2 separate regions of the Mus musculus genome follow, and region 2 is linked to region 1. Evidence: chromatin contacts called from public promoter capture Hi-C data. All regions are on one chromosome and are shown on one strand. Each heading gives the region's core, a stretch centred on a gene start, on an enhancer-like site or on the middle of the called end of the contact. The rest is flanking DNA. Distances are from core to core; before and after follow the strand shown.

Evidence for each region. Promoter capture Hi-C pulls out the DNA fragments that hold promoters and counts their contacts.
Region 2: a promoter capture Hi-C map of liver shows a contact between it and region 1, with 2.0 times the contacts expected there. The contact joins the enhancer-like site here to the promoter of Fbxl14 in region 1. A contact is called at or near these places in 5 of 39 promoter capture datasets (the 3T3-L1 cell line, 3T3-L1-derived adipocytes, embryonic stem cells and 2 more), 2 of 15 datasets of contacts at CTCF or cohesin (large pre-B cells and pro-B cells), 5 of 484 Hi-C or Micro-C datasets (cerebral cortex, cortical neurons, forebrain and 2 more) and 5 of 115 datasets of contacts at active chromatin or transcription factors (all in embryonic stem cells).

Annotation. Positions count from the first base shown.
Region 1 is chr6:119,477,107-119,483,005 of GRCm38.p6, reverse strand. Fbxl14 (F-box and leucine-rich repeat protein 14) reads right to left here and starts at 3,338. Exons shown (of 1, transcript NM_133940.3): 1 at 1-3,338. The coding sequence starts at 3,146. The coding sequence ends at 1,944. The region is part of intron 1 of Wnt5b (wingless-type MMTV integration site family, member 5B); the gene reads left to right.
Region 2 is chr6:119,582,314-119,588,218 of GRCm38.p6, reverse strand. All of the region lies in intron 20 of Erc1 (ELKS/RAB6-interacting/CAST family member 1), which reads left to right. Among named protein-coding and RNA genes, the nearest start is that of Wnt5b, 41 kb to the right of the region's middle. Within about 2 kb of position 2,393, at least 57 of the 459 cell types and tissues checked have an H3K27ac peak or open chromatin away from gene starts, as enhancers often do. A contact at or near this core is called in 3T3-L1-derived adipocytes, cerebral cortex, forebrain and 1 more, where this site is marked.

The DNA of each region.
Region 1 (5,899 bases), core at 2,089-4,588:
AGGACCGGCTTCTTCACAGTTACCCTGGATCTCACCTCTACCACCACCATTCCCAAAAAGAAACTGGCCACTCTGACTCTTCCAAGTCTGGTCTCTTAAAAAAAAAAAAAAGTTTCATTTTCTTTCAGTTTCCATGTTGACAGTTTAAAACCAAAATTTATAGAACTCTCCAGTCTGATCACATTTCTAGAGACAGAACATTTGGATGTCAGTGGTAAATCTTACACAAAAGAAATTCTCAACCATAAACTTACAGCACATGAGCCAGCTGAACTCCACCTTAGTTCCAGTTTCTGTGCACTCCTAACACCTCCCACCTGAGCATGTACCCGACACACAATGCCTTAAAAATAATTCACAGATACAAGGGGGGGATTTTGTGCTTTTTTTTTCAAAAACATACTTCATATTTCCTCTTTTATTATATAAATATCAGTTTAACCTTTTGCTGTAAGAATATAAACGTTTTAAGAGGATCTTTGTTATTTATACAAATTCACAAACAGTACAATTAATTGATAAAGGTCTCTGGGTTTCTCCATGGTCTCTCATGTTGCTGTGGAGGACTCTAAAAAAATAAACAAACAAAATATCCAACAAAAATATACATCCTACTCAAAAGCGATTTGTTTTAAAGCCACAGTCCCAACCCCCCACCAAAATAAAGTCATCTATTCCTCCATTTAGAAACAAAAGTTTTCAAACCCACAAGCTCCCGTTTCGAGAACAGAACTCAGACAGGACATGAAGTTCAGCCTCCTCCCTTCATTCACATAGCCTCAGGCTCTCTGCTGACACGGCTCACTCCCCGACAGGACGGGAAGCCTCACTAGCTAACAGCCTCACTAGCTAACCTCTCGGTGGGAAGACTTGCAAGAGGGTTGGGGTGGGGCATAATTTGCATATATAATACTCCTCTTCAAGACTCAAATCTGCATCTCAAACAAACAAACAAAAAGGAAATTCTGCTCTCATTTCTCCCATACATTTGTGCTATAAATTAAATCAATATAGAAACATGGTTGGGTCATCAAAGCCCAATAGACTGGGGGTGGGGTGGGGGGTGGGGTCGTAGCCAGGATGCGGAAGTGGGGCACATTGGGTACAGGGAGGTTGGGAAGAAGCCAAAACCAAAAACAGATACAAACCCAGTGGGCATCTTTCCAGTCTAGGCACAAAAATGTTTCAATCTCAAAATATCTCTCTTGTAGAATTCCAGGGCTTAAGAGAAAAAAGTAAACTAAAACGAGGTAGCCAGACATATATATATATACATACACACACACACACACACATATATATATATATATATATATGAGAATATACTCAGCAGAAAGAAAAAAGAACAATGATTTCAAATTTCTTTGAAAACTAAAAAGGAAGCAGATAAAAAACAAAACAAAAAAACAGAACAAGAACAAAACCAGAACCGAAGTGAGTTGCAGATACCAAAGGGGCAGCGATGAGAGGAGACTGGCTACAAAGTGGATGAGAAGGCTGTTCAAGTCGGGCTTGCTTTCTACACGTTTGGAATTAAAAGCCAGATCACAGTATCCAAATGAAAGTGTAAGTGAAGGCAGGCATCTTTCCTCAACTCCTCGGGGTTGAAACGACTAGTCCCTCCCCGCCCCCACCCCATTTCCAAATGCAGTGCCCCAGGATACAGTTGTCGGTGGCTGAAAGTCTCCATACCCTGCAGAAGAGTGGGCAGAGAAACAGCAGGGTCCATCTCTCCCCTCACTGGGAAAGGAGAGTGGGTAGAGGGAGCAGAACAACTCCAGACGCAGTGGAGAGGGGCGCCAGACTAGGAGAAGAGAGCCCAGGCTTCCGTCATCGCCCCACCGCGGCCACTGCCCTGAACGTGTAAGTGCGCGCGTGAGTGTGCGGAACAGTGGTGGTCCTGGGATGAACAGGGCGGGGCGGGGGAACTGGAACTGCCGCCCTCACCTGACCTTCTCACTGTCCGTCATCTGCCAAAGTCCCAGGTTAAGTACCTTGAGGCAGGGCAGCTGCGTGATGCGCTCCAGGCCGCGCTTGGTGATCCTGGTGCAGCCGTACAGATCTATGCCCGTGAGCTGGCTCAGGTGCTCAGCGATCAGCTCCAGGCCCTTGTCCGTGATGCGCACACACTGTCCAATGTTGAGCGTGCGCAGCCCGTGCATCTGCCGCACCATGCGGTTGATGCCATCGTCACTGATATGGCAAGAGCAAAGGGAGAGGGACTTGAGGCCGTCCAGTCCCTGGGCTATGTACGCCAGACTCTGATCTCCCACCTTGTCACAGAACGACACATCCAGACCGGAAAGGCGCAGGCTGCCCATGGCCAGATGCATGATGCCGGTGTCGCTGATGTTGTCGCAGGAGCGCAGGTTCAGGCTGCGCAGGCTGCCCATGTGCGACAGGTGCAGAAGGCCCGCGTCCGAGATGCCGCCGCAGAAGCTGAGGTTGAGGAGCCGGAGGCCCGTCAGCCCTCGCGAGATGTGCTTCAGGGAAAGATCCGTGAGTTTCTGGCAGTCCTGAAGAGTGAGCTGCTCCAGGCCCAGGCAGCCCTCGGCAGCGCTGCGCGTCATGCCGGCCAGGTGCCCGATGCCCACATCCGAGAGGTGGCGACAGCTGCGGAGATTAAGGCTCTTGAGGCGCTGCAGCCCCCAGGCAATGAGCAGAAGGCCGGTGTTGGTGATGTTGCTGCAGCCCCCCAGCTCCAGCACCTCCAGGCCCTTGAGGTACTGGGCTATGCGGCCCAGGCTGCTGTCGGTGATCTGCTTGCAAAGGCTCAAGTTGAGAGCGCGCAGCGAGCCGATCTCCTGCACGAACGCGTGGCCCAGGCCGTTGTCGGTGAGGTTGTAGCAGCCGCTGAGGTTGAGGCTCTCGATGTTCGCCATGCCCTGGATCACGTAGCTGAGGCTGCGGCGGAGGCTGAGGATCTGCACGCGGCGGATGCCCCGGGCCTGCAGGCTGGGGAACAGCGACGGGTTCGCCCGGCGCAGGTGCAGCTTGGCCTCCACGCCCCGCCACACCGACTTGTGGTAGGCGGCGTCCCGCCAGGCCGTGCACACCTGCGCCGCGCGACCCTTGTCTCGGACGTCCAAGTAGCCGAAGATCATGGCCAGCAGCTCGGGGAACAGGCACGAGATGTGGGTCTCCATCTTCCTCCCGCCGCTACGCCGCGCCGGGTGCAGGAGGCGCGGGCGCCGCCGCCGCCCCGGGAGGCGCCGAGAGCGGCCCGCCGCGGGCCAACGGCCGCCCCTCCCCGCCTTCCGGCCGGGCCGCCGCTCCTCCTCCCGGCGCGTCCGAGCGGCGCTTCCTTCCTGCCGCCCTTCCCGCCCCCGCGCGGCCGCTCGGGCCTCACATCCCGGCCGGGGCGGGCGCCGCGTCCGCGCCCGCGCGCCGCCCCGCGCCCTGCGGCATCCCGCGCCCGGCCGCGTCGCTGCTGCGCGCGCCGGCGAGGCCCGGGCCGGGCGCTCGGGCTGCGGACGGCTTCCTGCTGCCTTTGTCTGCCGTCCGCGGTTCAAACTGCCCAGCCCCGGGCTGCTCGCACTCGGCCGCTGCGCGGGGGGACTCTGGGGCCGCCGCGCGCCGCTCCTCCCCCGCCTAAGTCGCGCGGGTCCGATTCACGGCCGCGGGCGGCGGGACGCGGCGAACTCACCGGCGTGATCGGGCCTGCGCCCTAGGAGCCGGCCAGCCGCGCTGCGCCCTCCGCGTCCTCCGCGCCGGCTCCCCCGCTCAGTGGTACGCGCCCGCGCCGCCGGAACTGGTGGAGCCGTTTCCTTGGAAACCGGGCTCTGCCCTCGGCCGCGGAGGCTTAACCCCATGCGCGCCGGGATGGCTGGCGGCCTCGCCGCACCGTGCAGCCCTAAAGAGCGCCCGATGGCCCACGGGCTGCTCCCCTCGGTGTCCACGCTTACTCCACGCCCTCTCCCGCCCGCATACTTCATCCTCTCTTGCCCGCATATTCCATCCCCTCTAGCCCGCGTTACTTCTCAGAGCGCCTTTAACCATCTCACCACACCCACTGCCCCAGTCGGGCGGCCTTCCCACCATTCCTTTCTCTTTAGTAGTGAGTCTTAATTTGGTGGAGAAAGTGGCTTTTAGTCAGCATAGTTTGACAGCTCTCGTTCTAGAAATTTCTGGAAGTTGTCCAGTGTGCCTGCCTTCCACAATCTTGTTGTTTCCATACACCCATGTGAGTTCCTTTCCCTTTCAACTTTGTGTCAAAACTTCCCACTGCTTCTGCCCCTGCCTTGCGCTCTAACCTACACCAGGTTTTGTCTTTTTCCTCGGCCACTTAGACTGTAGATTGCACGGCCCAGCTGTACGGATACCTAATACATCTGTATGTGCTGACACACATACACTCTTTGGTCTGGTTAAAGATGCTCCAGCCTTATGCTTTATGTATATTTTATGAATCTAGGGCAGAGCTCAACTCTATACAGTGTAGCCTCGGGTCTTAAATATCTGCATGAAGGATAGGATTTCAGAATTGTATTTTTATGACCCCTGAAGCCAAGAGTTTTTAGTTCAGAGAAAAGGAACCTGAGAATCTTAAATAAGTTACAAGTTCACACATCTAGATACAAAACAACCTGACTTAGCTGTTTCCTTGACTCTTTGGGAACCTGAACAAGACATCATCATCATTATTATTATTAATACATTGTATTTCTTTAATGGGGAGAGGGCATGCTCCACAGCCAGTATCTAGTGGTCAGAAGACGACTTGAAGAAGTCATCCCTCTCCTAGCATGTGGATTCCAGGATGGAACTCGGATCATGAGACTTGGTAGCAATGACCTTACCTGCTGACATCTTGCACTGAACAAGATTTGGGATGTGGTCCAAATTTGGAATACGATCGCCTTGGCTTTTAGCCACTCCTCTTTCCTAAGTAACAGATACTTGTTAGACCCGAGTGTGTACAGAACTAACAGGCACAATACACAGTAAATCCCACCCCGTGGGTCTTAATCAGGAAATGCAGTGGCTAAAATTCCTGCAGGCCCTTTGTATCTCACATTGCACATACCGAGGCCCTTAGACTTTTATGGCCTTCCTGAATATGAGGCAACATTGTTTGTCACCAAATAATTCCTGACGTATAGTGTAACAATTCTGGCTGTGCCTCAGTTTGCACTCTCCTGGGGTCATCTGGGTTATCTTCTGTTTAAACAGCCCCAGGGGCCATCTGTTCTCCCCGTCTACTGTACGAGTGCTGGAGATGGCTCTCAGCTGGTCAGGCTTAGCGGTAAGCACCGTTTCAAGCCCAAGCCGATTCTTAGGACATTTTATTCAGTGTGTGTGTGTGTGGGTGCACATTCACATGCGTTTATTGATACTCACAACTGAGTTCCATGACACACCACGTGGAAGTCAGAGACCAGTTATTTGAGAGTTAGCTCTCTCTCCTACTGTGCGGGTCCCAGGAATCAACTTCAGGTCCTCACACTTGAAAGCAATTGCCTTTACCCATTTTGCCTACCCTGAAAATCACATTAAAAAAAAAAATTACTCTCTGGCAATTTTGTATATGCTTTTGGTCATTTTTGTCCCTTCTCACCCTCTGCCATCCCCTCCCCACTCTCCCACTCCTCTCAGCCCCTGCTTCCCAACACATTTCCCTCCTACATTTGGGGTCTAGTTGTTTTGTGATGTTCTGTGTATGAGCATTAATGTAGTGCTACTTCCAGGATCAGAGATGAGTTCCCAGTGGAAAGTCATTCCTTAGTTATTTGTTTATTTGCTTGTTTGCTTGCTTCTTTCTTTCTTTCTCTCTTTCTTTCTTTCTCTCTTTCGAGACAGGGTCTCACTTTGTAGTCCTGACTGCCTTGGAACTTGCTATATTGACCAGGCTGGCATGGAACTCCCTGCTTTTGCCTCCCTGGTCCTGGGATTAAAGGCA
Region 2 (5,905 bases), core at 1,144-3,643, 110 kb before region 1:
TTATTTCCAACTTGGCAGAAAAGCATGTGATGTGATGGTGACTTTAAGCTAGTATGATGGACCAGGCATGTTGCCCACTCCAGTGATCCTAGCAAAAAAGGTTAGTCTTGTCATCATAGCACGCACAGTGTTAAAGCATCCTTCGTCTCCAGATTCTCTGACTTCATGCTATTTGATACATGTGGAGTCTGTGGGATTATCTCTCTACATCTGCAAGGCTGAAGCAAAACCAAGTCTGATCAGCATTCATTCCTAAGGCTAGTGTTTCACAAATTAAATCCAAAATGCAGCAAGCAGGAGGAGGAAATCTTGGGGAGATAACGTACGGAGTCTGTGGCTCCTGCTGATGAGACCCAGAGTAGGGGCAGTGGAGTTCTCATGAGCTGAAACTTCCTCAGCTAGGAAAAGCTTGTGGCTTCCAGCTGGGTCTCATCCTTTGACTCATTTGATAAGGCAAACCAGCAGTGGGCTTTGCTTAGTCAGATATCATAAAGTCTAGAAAGAATTTGAAGAGCACCTGTCTCCAGACAGCTGAAACCAAAGAGGTGAAATGCCTCATCCAGGATGGGAAAGCCAGGTGGCAAATGAGGCTCCTGGCTCATGTATTGGCCACTACTGCTCCTTGCAGCCTAGGAAGTAAATCCTCCCAGTGTGTCAACTCCAGCAGAAACTGGCACTTTGAAATGCAGAACTTCTTGTCATGATGCTGCTGGTGTAGTCAGTGCCAGCTCAGGCTGAGTGTGTCTCAGGGTGCTGCAGTTGAGTGCACCACCCAAGCCTGTGGGTCCTTCTAGAGACAAGGGGAGAGTGGATGAATAATAAGGAGAATTGGAGAGTTTATTTAACCCCTTCACTTGTTCCCTATGGGACAGAAGGACCCTGGTGTTCTGCCGTAAGTCCTATGAAGTGTCATGCAGCCATAGGCGGTGGTCCACAGACACTGGGGATAATTGCTCAGGGCCACATGCAGCCTTATCTGGGCTCTGGTTTGTTTGGACTGGCCTACTAAGGTTACATGCAGAAGGATAATTCCAGGGTTTCCCAGTCTCCCCTTGCCTATGCAGCTGAATCCCTCCCTGCACTTCTCATGAAGGCCAAGCACACCTTCTCTGTGTCTGGCTCCCTAGAAGGAGACTGTAGAAGAAAAGCTATGTCTGTTCTCCTACACATGCTTGCATTGTCTTCTCGGGTTAGGCCAAAGCTCTGTGAGTATGCTGGAGGTCTGAATGCCGTGGCTTCATCATGTTTCTCAGGGAAGTGTGCTCATAGCATGGAGAGCCTTAAGTATTCATTGAGCCAGATTAGACTGGAACTATCCCTGGAGTTTCTATCCTATCTTTCTTGACCTGTGACAAAACTTCAAAAGTCTGAGATTTAAGAGATTATAGGAATATTTTTCTTTCAGCCCCTTAAGGAGCTTTCAAATCATATCCCATACTTTCTTCCCTTCCACATGCAAAAATTAGTAACATGCAACCCTACCCACATCTATCTCCGTGCCAGCTGAGTCAGACACAGGCATTCTCTATCAGTGTGTGATACTTATGTCTCACCACTATACATGATCATCCATGAATGGCCATGTTCATTCAGGGACCACTTAGAAAACCCTCCTGACAACAAAGGTTGGTCATTATAGACACCTCCCATGATTCTGTTTTACTGAACCAGGAGTTTGTACCCCACTAAAGGATCATCATGTCACTTTCTCTAGGAGTAGCCATTGGGATAATATATCAGGCTTGCACTAAAATTAGAGGGAAACTCAGCAGGGTGACCACGGGAGCCTTTTCAGTCTTTGCCTATCACTGACACTAACGTGGGATCCCACATGTTGGGAAGCACAGTTCTGGGACTAGGTGTGTTGTGCACATGCCACAGTGGCTGCAACACTCCCCTCTCTCTTCCCTTCACTTGGCCAGAGACATCAGCTGGACATGGAGTGGGCCTCATGGGTTCTGCACTTACAGCTCAGCTGCAACAAGGCCTTATTCTTACCACCCTGGCAGCTTCAGCATTGGATTTCCTAATCCATTGTTTGGTTTGGGGGGAGGGGCAGGAGGGGAGGCTTCATCCTTTCCCTTTTGACAGTCTTTGTTTCTGTGAGCCAAACTAAACACATGGGGCTGGCCAGCCACCCTGCCTGGGTCTGTGCTCCCCAGAATATTACTATTGTTGTGATAGATGTCTTTAGCAGGAGGCAGGTTTCCTTACATTTTGAAAATGGTGTGCAAGTCTCAGTTCATTTCACTTAGCAGATGATTGAAAGACAATCTGAGGTACTGCCAAACAAGACTTTTAGAATTCTAGATAGTTGGCAGTGTTTGTTTAGGCCATGCCACTGCAAGCCCATATAAAACAGATGTCACGTTTTGCAACATGTCCTTGTGACTGTCTGCCCCTTGCCTCAGGACGATGCTTCTGTTCAGTACGCCACCAGGGCCGACTGGCTTGTTGTTCGAAGGTGACAGTATGCCACAGTTCCTTGAGTGTTCTAGGGACCTACCTTTATAGGAAGTGATTCCCATTCTCTTGGCCCTTCAAAATGAGTGCATAGGACACCAGCCAAGCAGTGCGAATACTCTGTGGAGTTTCTTCTTTTCCCAGTTTTCTCTTTCTTAGTCATGAGTGTTGCTGTGCTCCTCCTGTCGTCTCGGTCTCTACACACATTCAGAAGAGAGCACTCTAGCAAGACAGACTCCCATGAGAGAGACGGACCTGGGAGTTGTTAGTGGCACAGTATCACAGAGGGGACACAGATTATCTCACCTAGGGACAAATGTCCTAGACAGGAAAGCATTTTAGACGTGTCTGGCTCTAAGTAGGTCAGAGAGTAAGACATTTAGTATCTTAGCAACACTTGCAGATAGAGTGTGCATGCATCTGGAAACTGTAGGTCTGACTTCTGACCCAGGCTGGCCTCTGGGTGATGCATGCTAAGTTTCCTGGAGTGAGTATGTTCACCAGCCTAGCACCCTTCCACCATACCGCTTCAGGCCTTTGTCTCACCTGTAAGGTAGAGTCTGGAACCAGGGATCACCATGCTCCCTCTAGGCTGTAAGTTGAGATTTCAGAATCACTATGCTTTGACTCCAACATGTATAAGCCTCTTACTTTTGTGATTAGATGTTTGCCTGGCTCCGGTAGGGTGGGAAGGACAGGAAAGGGACAGAGACCGGGAGATCCAGAGTTTGACTCCTCAGTGTTTGATTTCACTCATGACTCAGGGCTGCTGTGTTTTCAGTGCTGTGACAGAGGAGCTCTTTATTTGGTCTTAGGTTTGACTTGGGGGAGGATGAACCTTTAAATGGAACCCAGGGCCTTGGGCGTGCTAGGCAAGTGCCCTGGTCCTTAATTTCTTTTCAACCTTTGAAACCAAATTATACAAATAATGGCAATCTAACCTTGAAAAGCATTCATCCAGTACATGATTAACAAATATTGTGTTCTAAGAATAAAAATCCTGGAGATGATCCTGGAATTACATGATTTTCATGCTTCACAGCATGAAGTACTTGCTGTTTCTGTATGAGGAAGGAGAAGGCAGACATTCCTTCATCTCAATGCATAACTAGTACTTTGCGGGGCAGGGAAAGGGTGTCATTTTTAACCTGTGGGTGGGGAAGCTGTAAAAGTCTTCGAGATTAATCTGTAGCTTTCCTTGCCATCAATGCTAGTAAATCCTACAGTGTGAAAACAGTGACCAGATTCCTGTAGGAAATGGCTTCCTAATTGAGAAATCACTGTGCTCTGAGGTGCCCCCAATCTGGTAAGCTTTATGGTCTGTTCAGAATAGCAAAGTAGCAAAATACATTGCAGTTTATTCCATATGTTTGAGAAATTGAAACTGGGAAGCTCATTTTGTGTCTCCATAATTCCTAAACTGCTGCTGGTTTGGGTTATGGAGCTAGAAAGTGTAGCCAAGACAGGGCAATTTCTACTTGACCCACCACTTCCGGGCCACCACCCTCATTAGTTTTACAGCTCTGACTTCAAAGCCTGTGTCCTAGGAGTTAGCTGGTTTGTTTTTTTGTTTTGTTTTGTTTTGTTTTAAAATACTCAAGTTCTTGTCTGCTTAAAGCAAACTAAGCATTTCTGTGTAATTTTGTGCCTACCACTAAACCATCTGGAAAAGGGACTTAACTAAGTCATGCCAGCCATTTACATAGTTTATCGAGAGACCTCTGTGGCCATGCCTTTCATACCCATCAGAGGACCTCTCTTTGACCTCACAGCAGTTTATCTTGAAATGGAGCCAAATCTACAGAATACTCAACTTTTTTCTTTTAGCTGTCTTTTGTGAGGCTATTCCGGGACTAGCAAACACAGAAGTAGATGCTCACAGTCAGCTATTGCATGGATCACAGGGCCCCCAATGGAGGAGCTAGAGAAAGCACCCAAGGAGCTAAAGGGATCTGCAACCCTATAGGTGGAACAACAATATGAACTAACCAGTAGGCCCGGAGCTCGTGTCTCTCTAGCTGCACATGTATCAGAAGATGGCCTAGTCGACCATCAGTGGAAAGAGAGGCCCATTGGTCTTGAAAACTTTACATGCCTCAGTATAGGGGAACACCAGGGCCAAGAAGTGGGAGTGAGTGGGTAGGGGAGTGTGGGGGGGGGGGTATGGGGGACTTTTGGGATAGCATTGGAAATGTAAATGAAGAAAATACCTAATTTAAAAAAAAGAATCTCTTACATTTGGGTCTCTGGTGGCTCTCAGTTGTATTGTGTCTTGTCTGTGGCGAGACATACAGGTCCTGTTCTTAAGTCATAGCGTACGCTGAGCAGATGTTCTGGGAAGTGCTCCCAAGGCAGCCAGTTTACCACAGCTGTTCTCTCTTGCTCCATCCATCCCACTTATGTTTCTTATCATTGCACCATCCATGTCGGCTGGCCTCTGAGTTACTCAGCACGGAGGCTGGCCAACTCTATAGCCAACCCTTCCCAACAGTACCTATATTTGATGGAAACTTGTAGAACCCCATCTCTGCTCCTTTTATTTGCTGAGCCTCCCATCTGTGACAGCAGCTCTGTGCTAGAGATCAAGGCACCTCTTTCACTGTACTTCACATGGCAGACTGTGTGCATCACCGTGAGTGTGCGCATCCCCATAACTGTGCGCATCTCCATGACTGTGCGCATCACCATGAGAATGTATATCAGTGTGATGGTGTACATCACCATGAGTGTTCCACATGGAATCACTGCTGCATTTGAGACTCTGCTCAGGCCCCTTTAATCACATTATTACTTCAAGAGTGTCCAAGCGGGCTGGTGAGATGGCTCAGTGGGTAAGAGCACCTGACTGCTCTTCCAAAGGTCCAGAGTTCAAATCCCAGCAACCACATGGTGTCTCACAACCATCCATAACAAGATCTGACTCCCTCTTCTGGTGTGTCTGAAGACAGCTACAGTGTACTTACATAAAATAATAAATAAATCTTTAAAAAAAAAAGAGTGTCCAAGCTAGACAGTTGTCGCCAGCAGCCACTTTTATGTCCTGTACTTGCCCCTGCACTCCATCTTTTGGGAATTCTGAACAGAATGGATGCTGTCAACACAGGCAGGCCTGTCTCACCAGGAGGTTCATATGATTTTGATTTCTTTGTTGTGTTTCTCTGGAGCTGGAACACAGGCCCTTCCATGAAACAAGCACCGAGTTACCAACCCGCACCCTACCTGAGCAAGCCGATCTTTATAGGCTCCTCAGAGGTGCAGCTAGGTAGCAGAGCACTTAGCCGTGTGCACTTGGGCTTGCACTCAGCCCAACAGCAGAGACAAAACAGAAAATGTCTTCAGAAAAATTAGTATCTATTCCTGCAGTTTGACTCACTGGCCATTCTTAGATTGTCTGCTCTTTGCAGGCATTTTGCTGGACAGCTTCATGTATAAAACAGAAATT